Linked DNA regions of Gasterosteus aculeatus: region 1 is linked to region 2. The links are chromatin contacts, called in public Hi-C maps. All regions are on one chromosome and are shown on one strand. Each heading gives the region's core, a stretch centred on a gene start, on an enhancer-like site or on the middle of the called end of the contact. The rest is flanking DNA. Distances are from core to core; before and after follow the strand shown.

Region 1 (6,655 bases), core at 3,876-6,375, 160 kb before region 2:
GCCTCGCCTCCGCCGCTGAACCCAAAGAGGGGAGAGGAGGGGAGTGGAGGAGAAGAAGGAGGGGGGAGATCGGGGAACGGACGGGACACTCCGGATCTGTTCTCGGGGAAGTAAGCGCAGCACGGCCGCTCCATCGGGATCGCGCCCGCCTTTTACGTAACCGGGCTTTGTGCCGGACCGGCGTCTTTGTGCCGATGCCGCAGGTAGGTCCCACCCGCACTGTCTATGCACATCGATCTGTCATCGTGCGGAACGATTTGATTTAATATCGGGTTCACGTAATTCCTGCTGGGTCTCACCCACTGGGACGTTTTCACCGCGTTCGTCTGACGAGAGTTTTTGTGTGATTACAGACGCCTCTTTTTTTCAGTCATACTGGGGATTAATCCCCATCAGCGCAACACCATGTGCGCGTGCGCCCTGGATGCCTCCAGATTACCGCCACACATAATGAGCATGCAGGGTGACGATCGCATCGGTTCGTTTACATTTACAAGGAGCTGCATGTTGGAATTGCTTCGGTTTCTTTGTGTCAAAAGTTGGCGTTGCATGTTGAGGCCGCTGCAGTTGGTTTGAGTCACCTGATGATACGCTAGGAAACACTGTGTGGCTGGAAATGGCAGCATGGATAAAAGGTTTTCCTTTGAACTTCAAGGTTTCCATATGCAGTTTGATATTGGAGAAAGGGCGCCCCCTTAGAGAATTAGAAAGCCCTTGCAGATCCGTGGCTAATTTGTTTTTTCCTTCTTTTTGGCTTTGGTTGAATTCCCTCCTTGACACCCTCCTTTCCCCCTTTTTATAGGTGAACAGAGCAGAGTACAATCACAAGCCCGTCCATCAGCCCGGCATGATCGTTGAAGGTGCCGTCTTCATTCACGAGTGAGTACGTCGGGATGAACGCGGGTCGCGGGCAGGACGGAGGGGCAATCGCCGTGGAGGCCGACGTCATCCTCCACGCCGTGAACCCCAACCTCGTCACACCTTCTGACGACGATGGGAATTCATGCTCCAGTTACGTCCAAGGGTTCCCCGTGGACGACCAGGACTTTAGCCCTCCTCCATTGTTTGGGAAGGAATACCTGCTGGATGAAATGCTGATGGAGAACAACCACGTGGACCGTCAGAAAGGTGCCGTCTCGTACGTCTCGAGGGCGGATCAGTACGGCGTCTCCAAGGGTAACGGAGGCCCGCAACAAAACTGCGCAAGCGGTGACGTCCACAATGGCGCCAGAGCAAAAGCGTCTTTCAGCCCGGATTCCCCAGTTTGCCCACCTGATCGAGCCAAACAGGAAAACGATTGGTCAGCTCTAAAGTTGAACCCAGAGCGCAGGGGCAGCAGCCAGGAAGCTGTAAATAAGCATTCCCAAAACCCGCCTGATCTAGTCATCGAAGTCGGCGGGCAGAAGATCGACGTCCACAAGGCCGTCCTGGCAGAGAAGAGCGACTACTTCAAGGCGCGGCTGTCACGGGACATCTTGAAAGTGAAGGGCTTGAGCTACAAGACCTTGACCACGTTAATCGACTACGTTTACACGTCTCAGATGAATGTTTGCAAGGGCAATGTGGTGGAAGTGATCACAGGGGCCAAGATCCTCCAGATGCCCTGTGCCGTCCAGGCGGCCATGGACTCCATGTCCGAACAGATCACCGCGGCGAACTGCTACGAGATCCTGACCATCGCCAAAAAGCAGCGACTCAGCGAACTGAAGGAGACCGCCTACGGCTTCATGAGCGACAACTTCCTCCAGGTCCTCAAAGACCCCGCCGCGTACGGCCGCCTCAACGGATCTGAGCGGGATCTGATCCTGAAGAAGCGAATGGAGGGGAGGCAGACCCTGATGGTGGCGGAGATAAACGACGTGTTCGATCGCGTCGGGAGCCGGCCGCCGAGCCGCTGCAGCAGCCGCCCGCAGAGCCCTCTGTCGGTCGGCTCTTTGGAGGACAGTCACATGATTTACCACTTTAACGAAACCGCAAACGACTGGAGACCTTTGACCGCAATGCCCGAGGACATCAACACCAAAGGCTGCGGGATGTGCACCATGTACAACTACCTGTTTGTGGCCGGGGGGATAAAGGGCTACGGGGACAAGGGCAAGGTCTCAGACAAGGTCTTCTGTTTCAACCCGGTAACCAACCGCTGGGCCGAGGTGCGACCCCTGACGCAAGCTCGCGCCCAGCTCAAGCTGGTGTCCATGGACGGCTACTTGTACGCCATTGGAGGGGAATGTTTGTTTACGGTGGAAAAGTACGACCCTCGCATGGACCGCTGGACCGCCGTGGCCCCCTTGCCCAAGGGAGCCTTCGCGGTGGCCCACGAAGCGACGACCTGCGGCGGCGAGCTGTACGTCTCGGGGGGCTCCCTCTTCTACCGCCTCCTGAAGTACGACGCCAAGCGGGACGAGTGGCAGGAGTGCCCCTACAACAACAGCAGGAAGAAGTCCTCCGACATGGTGGCCTTCAAAAGCTTCATCTATCGCTTCGACGTCAACCGCGAGCACGGGATCACCGTGGTGAAGTACAACAGCATCGTGAAGATGTGGCACGACTGCGCGTCGCAGAGGCTCGGGAGTCATTTGCCCTTCAGGTGCGCCGTGATCGGGAACTGCATCTACTGCGTGAACAAAAGCCAGACTCTTCGGTTCGTGGTGGAGGAGGAGAACGCCTTCTTTGTCGAGGAAACGCTGAGGGCGCCTCTGGAGGCCAAAGGGCTTCTTTTCCCTTTCGTTCTCACTTTGCCTGAAAAGCCTGAGAAAATGACATAGTGTGTGTGTGTGTGTGTGTGTGTGTGTGTGTGTGTGTGTGTGTGCTGTGTGTGGGGGTGTCCAGACAAACAAAATAACCGCGTAATCGCAAAACTGGAATAAGCAGAAGAGCGTATAAACATTCTTTAATGTCAGCTTCTATCTCGGTGTCTCTTTGCCTGCTTGCGGTGGAATGTGTGTATTTGCATGGCGATTTAATGTGTCTGCAGGCTCAAGCCTTAAAAGGAAAAAATGTTTTTTTTTTAAGAGTTGAATGAATGCAATGCTACTTGTATCTGACTGTAGATGACCGTGACTGTAGGTTGTTTTTGTAGTTCGGATAGATATCATTTAGAGATTAATAACTAGTTGACTGGTGACAAGCGTTTTGTTGAAAGTTGTAGAAGCATAGTGCGCCTTTGAACGATGCAACGCAGGTTCTATGCAAATGAGACCAAATAGACAGGTGGGTCTGCTGTAATGCTATTTAATAATTACTATAATGGGAATACGACTTGGAAGGAAAGCAACAGTTCTTCGATTTAAGGCTGGAACTAAGGATTTTTTTTGTGATTAAGCAATTCATTATTTTGTAAACAAAATGTCAAGAAACTACACATTTTCTAATTTACCGTACCCAAAGGAGATGCATTCGAGTGTTGTCTTGTTTCATACAACCAACTGTCCAAAACCCAAATATTTTTGCTGTATTATTTGATAATATAAGAGAATATACACATTTCTCACATTTGAGCTGGGAAACAAATTATAATCTGTTAAACTGTTATCGGGCTAAGCTCATGTGGAATTCCAGCTATCAAGTAATTAGAAACTGAAGTACACATAAGTAAATGTATTTACTTTTGCAATCAGTGAAAGCCGTTTTGGTTATAGTTCATATTCTACTCACAGGTGTCACAGGTCCTACATTTAGCACGCTTGCCAAAGATAAATAATCAAAACCGATAAAGACTTTTTGCATCTTCTGTGCATTAAACCCACAGATTTGAGTCATAAAAAGAAAGAAGATAGGTGTTTTCTTTTAAGAGGAATGATATTGTGTTGCTGCTAACAGGCACTTTCTGGGATGTTGAGGGAAAGTAAGACATTTAGAATAGATAACGGTGATATCTGTATGTATTTATCTCCCTGTAAGTGTTTAAGGAAACAGCCACAGACTCACGTTCAAGTGCCAGCAGGTTCAACCCCACAGTGCAGAAAGGAGGTCAGGGTCATGACAGTTACTCAAACAAACCGTTTGGTTTTTGCCTTTCACAGTATTTGTTTGCTTTGCAACAACACATTGGAATGGAGGTTACTGGTGATAAACTCCTGGAAAAATTTGCTTTTGATACATTTTTTTGGGAACGCCAATGCGACGAGGACAAAGTGGATGTGGTTTTAATATTTCGCTGGCTGGAAACTGTATTTTTGTGATTCTTTTTTGGTATGGATTTGTTAAAGTGCTGCAATGTTAGGCTTCCAGTTGAAGGCATATGGAGTGGGCTAACAACTAAACTAGCTGTTGGATAATGTATATCAGTCAGAACTAAGTGCTAAAAATAAAAATATATTTGTGTCTGAAAATGACCTGTTTCTCTGAATATGTCTTTAACGAAACAAAGCTGCCGTCTAGTGGAGGCTGAGTGTAACTGCGCCAAGTAGAGCCATTCTAATACATGCACAGTCATATTTATGATATTCCTATAATGTCCATGTTGTAAAGCTTATCTGATTTCATCACAGCTTTTCGTAGCTCTCATTTACAAGCCGGTCATATGCTTCAAAAATTGAAAGGTAAAGTACTGCATATGTGACAAAATGAAATGCAGATTGATGCCCATATCCACCACCTTCATTTTTATTTACTGTTTTTAGGCTTTATGACTTAACTTTTGTCTATTATTTTATTTATTGCAAGTATGAGATTGTTCCTAATATTTTAGATAATAAGATGACTACAATTATCTTCTCAAATGTTTTTTATCGTTGTGATAAAATGATCATTGTGTGGTATTATTTTATAGAGAGATCTTTCTCATGGCGCTTTAAACAATTCTAAAATTATTATTATATCGAACTACATGAAAAATAATATAAATACAAATCTTTGTTTATGCTTTATAGATAAAAGAAGTAATGTCATGGAACCTCACAATAAACTCAAGTATAGTCAGTCAGTTGTGTGCTATTATCCAAAAACTACAAGAGGTTTTTTTGTTGGAATCAGACATACATTGACTTTTTTTTCTATCCCTGCATCTATCAAAGTATTAAATGAGAGAACTGTTTTTATTGCAGGACACTAACTGCTGCTAAGCAGCGCCCTCTGTGGCTCAAAGGGAGAATGCAGGATAATGGCACATCGAATGTTCCTCCATTTCCCAAGATTCTCTGCGGGGCAAACGCTTCAATGACGTCATCATTGTGTGACCTGACTGAGCGAGATGAGGCCGCAACATGCCTGCATGGTAAGATGTACTTATGTGGAAAAAACATTTGTGACATGATAGAACATGGATAATTGCTTTAATAGTACAACTAATACTAATACCAGAACAGGTAAGGATGTAGCCACCAAACTCCCGAGTGTAAAATACAAAAAAAGAGGAACATTACGTGACTCCAAAAAGGTTGCTCTAAGTAACGATTTTAAATAACAAAAGGTTCACAACATAGGTATATTTCAGCCTACCTTGTATGAAATAAGCCAACCCATTTTATTTTACATGACATTCAAACTGCGCCAGTATTGCTCATAAATCCTAATTCATAAAGAGTATACAATATTAAAAAGAAAAATCATGTGATTGACTGTCAATATGCACATATATACATTTTTTTGTTACTTGCACAATGTAATCCACAGACCACTGATCCCCCGTGACTAATCACACCCAGTAATCTTTTATTGCAACTCATTAAGGAGACTTTTTAGTGCGTAGTTGTTTTAGTAGTTTAACTACACAATAAAGATAAGGCGCAAATAAAGGATGTAATTCCTCCTTTAATTTAGTAACCTATTGAATTCCACCACAAACTACAGTCTAAAATCTGAGCATAAATGTAATATTTAGTTCATTCCAGAGGTGCCATATTGAACATGTGTCGGTTCTATCGTTTCCCCTTGCTCTATCTCCCACTGTGTTCACCCGCTTCAACACTGGAGGGCAGTATGAGAACGATGTAGAGGATGGACATGGACACGGCTGCAGCATTTTCCATTCGGGGATGCTCGTACTTTAATTACACTGGTGTCGAGCTCACTGCCATACAGCTACCAGGCTTGGATTCATGATTTTAATTTAGTAGCCCAGTGTTCTAATACTAATCGTTCCAATAACTTCATGACATTGAGAAGAAAGCTTTGTTACTCAATATCAAACCCACACTAAACGCTCAGCCTGTTGCCATGGAACCAGAATGATTGACAGTCTCCTGATGTTGGGGCTGGACCCTCTTGTCTGCTCCTCCAGTTCACCGGCTTCTCGATTAAATGCCCTCTTGACTAAATTAATTTAGTATTTAGCTGTTTCCTACATATACATCGCGCATATATTCTCTCCCTGTTTCATAAACCCTACCAATGAAAGCCGCACATCTATTTGTATTTTTTATTAAATGTCACATCTGCTGCGCCTGATAAGTAATTAGCATTAGCTTAGTTTAATCAAGCTAGCAAGCTAGTTAGCCAGCAATACGTGACTTCCGAGCCAATTCTATTCACCAGTTATCGATTTATTTCAGATCTTGCCATGATGGTAAAAGGCCAACCGTGCATAAATGTGTCATAAGTTATTTAAAAACTTAAACTTACGTAAATGTACTTGGAAGATGGTACTTAGCTAAGTAGCAGTAAAGAGACAAAACCTTGTGTAATGTAAATCAACACAATTTATCATCGTTTGAAG
Region 2 (6,373 bases), core at 902-3,401:
GTAATGTATCTTTTATAATATTCCGGTAATATATTATTATACGAGGAGTAATTTTACATTTAATAAGTGCATTTTCTATTTAATATATAAAGAATTTTTTTATAAAAATGAAGCAGCCATCAACAATTTAAAAAAAGGAAAGTCCCTCCAAAATAAGAGCACAGAGCTCCTTCCCGGCACACATCATGTTGATGTTTTCTGTGCGCTGCTCCTCTCTCACACAGCTTTGATCTTCCCCTCTCTCCCTCCCTCCCCCTCTCTCTCTCTCCCTCTCTCTCGCTCCCTCCCTGCCTCGTCCAGGAGCAGTGTGAGCGTGCAGGACCCCTTCTCGGAGGTGAGCGACCCGGCCTTCCAGAAGCGCGCCGCCCCCCTGCCCCCCTCGGCTCCTTACCAGCAGGGCCTCAGCATGCCTGACATGATGATGAGGATGCAGTACGACGCCAAGGACCCCTTCGCCGGGATGAGGAAGAGTGAGTGAGACCCCGTTTCCCCAATTTCACAGAAGATGTTCAAACGTATGTAAATAAACTGTTTTTCGGGCCGCCGAAACTATTTTGCATTGTCAACTTTAATTTTTTTATTCAAAACTTTCGTGGCACTTTGTCAAAATGACTCATGTATCTCAAAGCCGTTGTTCTTTCGTTTGTCTCGTTGGTCTAATTCACCGTCTAGTCAGGACAGATGTGTCTGTGTGTTTGTGCTTTACCTCTGGAACTATGAAAGGAGATGAGAACCCTTTCGTCACGGCACGCAAGCCCTTTATCGAAAACATGCCAGCTCGTCTGATGTTCCTGTAGCTTGGCCTTTGTCTCATCCCAACTTTGTTCATCCTTTTCATCCTCCCCGTATTCAACCTTTCATCCCTCCCACCCTGCTGGGAAGCACCTGTTTTGACCAACTCATGTGGTTTAGTTTTCAGAACAAACCGCAGTTTGTAGAAAGGCTGGTGAGGATGGAGTCTGAATGAGTAATGTGGTGGATGTTAGCTGCATAACAACAGTTGCCGCCTCAGAACAAGAGATTTAATCATGTGAGGTGGTGAAGATCCATGGAGGAACGCTGCCACCTGGTGGTCAGTAAGAGACCAAAAGTTAGACTATTGTTTAGCCCATTTCTTTTTCACCCTGCGCAGTGGCGGGATCCGATCCCTACATGCCGGGACAAATGCCCGCTGGGGGCATGCAGGAGATGTACGGTCGACCCCCGTCAGCCTTGAGCATGAGCCAACGGGCGCAGTATCCATATGGGCCGGGCTACGACAGGAGGTAGGCACACAAATCAAGAGGGAGAGGGTCGCGAACCTGTAGGGTCTCATGATATGTCTCCATCGGGTGTTCTGTCAGCGATGTTTAGTCAGAAGCATGAAGACTTTGCTGTCGTTTGATTCTCAGACCGGACCACGTCATGGGGATGGAGGGGAACATGGGTCCCCCCGGGAGTCAGAACAACATGGGACCTTTGAACAGCGAGGGCGGCATGTACTCTCCCAGTCGATACCCTTCACAGCAAAGGTCAGCACCAATCAAGTACACTTGTTGAACGAAAAAAATGTTACTCTGCGAATTTCATTTCTTTTAACCTGGGACTTCCTTTCGCCTCCTCTGCCCTCCGTTCCGTTTCAGACACGATGGCTACAGTCAGCAGTATCCCAGCATGCCATATGGAATGCATCCATCCGGGATGTACCCTCAGCAACAGGTGAGAACGAGATGTAAACACAGCAATATTCACATGGTTTGTTGGGACTTTATTTATTGAAGGAACAAAATAAATATAGTGTAGTACAGACGAGTAAAACTTTAAAAGGCTTCATCTGTGTTAAACAGGAGATGTACTAAAGCTATGACTATTTTACCTACAGATAATTTAATGATCATGTCAGATTCTGAGTAATACATTTCCCCCAGTTCGTCTTTCCCAATTGTTGATGTGGCGGAAAGGTTATTACTCCCATTATACATGTATTTATTGTTGTTACTATGGAACTGGAATAATGGGAATAAATTAGCCGTGTCTGTGTGTTTTAACTGACTCACACCCCTTTGCTCCAGCAGGGCTACAAGCGTCCCATGGACGGTATGTATGGCCCCCCGCCCAAGAGACACGAGAGCGACATGTATGCCATGCAGTACGCCAACCAGCAGCCGGACATGTACAACCACTACGGTGGTGGGTACTCGGGACCTGAACACAGACCCGTCCAGGGACAGTTCCCTTACCCCTACCCCCGCGAACGCATGGCCCCCTCAGGTCAGAGCCAGCACGCCATGATGGCCGGGGGGCCCACTCCTAACCATGCCGCCGACGGGCCCAACATGTGGCCCTCCAGGACGGAGCTCGGCTACCCGTACCCCAACAGACAGGGGCCGCCGTCGCAGATGGCGGCCTACGGCCCGATGGCCCGAGACGACATGGACGGGCGGCCGGGGCAGGAGCAGTGGCATCGCCAGTCTCCCTACCTGTCGTCGTCGGGCGGCATGCCCCCCCTGTCCTCGCGCCAGCCGTCTTCTTACTCCAACTCTCCATCCATGGTCAACCACCTGTCCAGAGCGGCCAGCCCGGGAGCCTTCCAACGCTCCATGGACTCCAGGATGTCCCCCAAAGCCCCGTTCATGTCGCCCATGAAGATGCCCAAGACCGGAATGGCCATGATGGGCCCGCAGGGAGGTGGACCCCTCGGTCACTTTCCTCCCAACCTGAGGCGGGACCTCAACTACCCACCGGGATCGGCGGAGGCCACCATGCCGATTCTGAAACCCAGACGCAAGCTCACCTCCAAGGACACCGGTGAGATGAAGTCTCGTCATTTCATTTATTACTATTTTGACTCAAGAGTTGGGAGCCAAAATAGAGCCGTTGCTGATTGTTTAATTAGCTTGGAAAGTGAAAGTGAATTTATTGTATTGCTCTAAAGAATCTGCCTTGGGTGAACAGCTGAGTCTAGAACTACAATGATATCTAATCGAGTGTCACATATTATCACGTATCACAAAAATACCTCTGTTGTTAACCCCAGGAACCCCCGAGGCCTGGCGCGTGATGATGTCTCTGAAGTCCGGCCTGCTGGCAGAAAGCACGTGGGCCCTGGACACCATTAATATCCTGCTGTACGATGACAGCACTGTGGGCTCCTTTACGCTCTCACAGGTAACACCAATAGCTTGGCTGAACCTGATCCTTCAGTTTTAACTGTTCTGTTGCACTATAAAGGTCTCTAAAATTCTACAAAGTGAAAATATTCAGTCCAAACATTTTTTGTTTTTTTGTCTGAACAGTTGCCAGGATTCCTCGAGCTGATTGTCGAGTACTTTCGCCGTTACCTAATTGAGATCTTTGGCATCCTGGAGGAGTTTGAAGTGGGGACAGTAGCTCAGAAAAGCCTTTTGGACCCTGCTGCTAACCAGGAAGAAGAAATCATCACTGACCAGGAGACGGTTTCCAACGGCCATCCGGAACCTGAGTCAGCTCAGGCAGAAGACACAAAGATGGAGCAAGCGGCAGGCGCCGTGGTGGAGGAAGCTCCAGCGGTCACCGCTGCACAGCCAGAATCGGAATCGGAGGTAAACAGCGAGAAGGCGGAGTGTGAGTCTGCGAGCATAAAGAAGGAGGGCAAAAACGAAATGGACGGACAGGCGGAGCCAAAAGCGGAAGAGAGTGAAAAAGGAGCAGAGAACAGCAAGGAGTGTGTCGAGCTGCCGGTGGCCGAGCTAAAACTTCAACTCAAGCAAGCCAGTAAATATGACAAGCTCCCCATCAAGATCGTGCACAAAGAGGACCTGGTTGAAGACATGACAGAGCGCTTGGGTCACGTCACCGAGTTCACGAGCGGCTTGCTCCACTGGCAGGCTGGCGGAGGGGATTCCACCGCGCACATCCAAACGCAATTCGAACCCCGCGGCGACGCCCCTCCCCCGGCGGACAACGAAAACGAGGAGGAAAACCAAGCGGACGACGGCAAGAAACGGCCGCTGAAACACATCACGGCCACTATAGACGATGTCCTCTGTGCTCGGGTCGACGCCCTTTCGTACGGCCACCCTGCGCGCTCCTTGCCCTCCTACCCGTTCAGGGTGCATCAGGACGGGGAGCAGGACCACATCACCCTGCTGGAGGATGAGCCTCGCTGCCTGGACGACGCTCCGCTCTCCACCTCCTCCGCCTGGCAGGACTCGCTGGCCAAGCGCTGCCTGTGCGTCTCCAACATCGTCCGGAGCCTGTCCTTCATCCCCGGGAACGACTCGGATATGTCACGCCACCCTGCTCTGGTTCTCCTCCTGGGTCGGCTGCTCCTGCTGCACCACCAGCACCCGGAGAGGAACAGGTCGCCCCCGGGCCACCAGAGGGACGAGCAGAAGGAGCGGGGGCTGTCGAGCAGCAGAGAGGAGTGGCGGTGGGAGTGCCTGAGTCTGCTCAGGGAGAATGCTATGGTCACTCTGGCCAACATCTCGGGTCAGCTGGATCTCTCCACCTATCCGGACACTATCTGCCTCCCCATCTTGGATGGCCTACTCCACTGGATGGTGTGCCCCTCCGCCGAAGCGCAGGACCCCTTCCCATCGGCGGCACCCCACTCACAGCTCACTCCCCAGAGGCTGGTGCTGGAGTGCCTCTGCAAGCTGAGCATCCAGGGCGGCAACGTTGACCTCCTGCTAGCCACGCCCCCTTTCAGCCGTCAGGAGAAGTTCTTCACCGTCTTGGTCCGCTATGTGGGCCAGAGGAAGGCGCAGGTGTACCGAGAGATGGCAGTGGCTGTGCTCTCCCACCTGGCACAAGGCGATCCCACAGCGGCACGTGCCATAGCCATGAAGAAGGGCAGCGTGGGTAATTTAGTAGGCTTCCTGGACGACGGTGTCAGCATGGCGCAGTACCAGCAGAACCCTCACAGCTTGCTGCACATGGGGCACCCCCCTATGGACCCACCGAGCATAAACATGATGTGCAGAGCAGCTAAAGGCCTGTTGGCTATGGCTAAAGTGGAGGAGAACAAGACCGAGTTTGTGTTGTACGAAAGCAGATTATTAGACATCTCCATTTCCTCTGCGCTCAACGCCGGGGTGGTGGCCATCATTTGCCAAGTTCTCTTTCACCTGGGGAAATTATGACAAGAGGAGAGGCGGGACTCCCACGGCAGACGCTAAGATGCTTCTGTGGTTTCCTATTTTTATTTATCAAAATGGCAGAAAATGTTTTGTTTTTTTTAAAAGACATATCCACAAAATATCTCTATATATGTATAGCTTCTGGGCCCTGTTAAAAAAAAGTGGGTTTGGCATTTGAAAGCTCATTTTAATACTAATATTTAATACCTGCCGCTGTTGGATTGCTAATTTTGTTTGGCTTTTTTTTTGTTTTTGTTTACTTTTCAGCCAAAGCTGCCACAAGATGTCGGTGCTGAATTACGTGGTTCCTTTTGAGTCGATGAGTCGTGGAGATGTTTTTCAGTTTTATAAACGCTAATATACTCATCAACATTTTGTCAATGGAGAGTATTTATTTAAAATGTGACTCTGTACAGTAGTTTGAACTTTTTTGCCAACAGTTGTGGGGGGAAAAAAATGCTGACTTTTCAAATTGAAATGTATATGTCTCCATCGCTGGAAGATAAATTGTGCAATAGGACTCTAGAGCGAGTTTTCCCTTTTCGAGAGCAAGAGGAACCTTAAAAGGTACCTGCAGTGTGTGCTTTAGGCCACGAGGAGGCAGCATTGCACCGGCCAATCTACAAGATAGAAGAGCATCTGTTAAAATAAGTGTCTAATTTATCATAGCCTCAATGACTTTCACGGATGAACTTTGTGTTTCCTAAGCACTTGTGTTATGTCTGTATTTTTTCATCACCGTGTATATAAACCGTTGTACAATGGACGCACATTATTCTTTCAGTGTCGAAAAAGCATAGCAAGAGATGGGACTTTCCTACTATTATAACAAATGCTTTTATTGTTGGTAAAAATTTGTTATTGTTATTATACATATTTTGTTAATGGGGTCAAATATTTGAACATGGCAGATGTAACTGGTGTTTCAATGTAAAAAAAAAAAAAAATCCTGTACGCATTGTATTATAGCTGAGAAAACAATCGCTTTGGTAATCAAACGTGAAAGTGCCAGGGTGAAAGGATATTAAGCCGAGGTTGTGCGAGAAAACTGAACACACTGTTCGTCACTGTCCTCCATTCATGTCAATGGGCATATTTTTGAATCTAGATGATGCTCTCAAAAGAAACGTGTGAAAAGAACCTTCAAAATGTCATGAAAGCTCATTGTAAAATCTGCCTTTTTTCGTATGACTCCATGTCTCTCTTTTATTCAGTATACACATTTATACTCTGTGCTGCACATGTCACAAATAAATGTATGATGAACATCATTA

Evidence for each region. Hi-C and Micro-C count contacts between places; a contact is called where the count stands out from the background.
Region 1: a contact with region 2 is called in a Hi-C map of skeletal muscle, with 14 times the contacts expected there. The contact joins two enhancer-like sites. A contact is called at or near these places in 3 of 6 Hi-C or Micro-C datasets (skeletal muscle and whole body).

What each region holds. Positions count from the first base shown.
Region 1 is chr15:4,388,006-4,394,660 of fGasAcu3.hap1.1, reverse strand. kbtbd11 (kelch repeat and BTB (POZ) domain containing 11) reads left to right here. Exons shown (of 2, transcript XM_040199956.2): 1 at 1-203; 2 at 803-4,331. The coding sequence starts at 894. The coding sequence ends at 2,765. Among protein-coding and RNA genes, the nearest start is that of kbtbd11, 3.9 kb to the left of the region's middle. Within about 2 kb of position 5,125, at least 9 of the 9 cell types and tissues checked have open chromatin away from gene starts, as enhancers often do.
Region 2 is chr15:4,230,274-4,236,646 of fGasAcu3.hap1.1, reverse strand. arid1b (AT-rich interactive domain 1B) reads left to right here. Exons shown (of 21, transcript XM_078089494.1): 15 at 301-470; 16 at 1,133-1,265; 17 at 1,392-1,511; 18 at 1,623-1,698; 19 at 2,055-2,787; 20 at 3,017-3,147; 21 at 3,276-6,373. The coding sequence ends at 5,102. Among protein-coding and RNA genes, the nearest start is that of zdhhc14, 7.6 kb to the right of the region's middle. Within about 2 kb of position 2,151, at least 2 of the 9 cell types and tissues checked have open chromatin away from gene starts, as enhancers often do.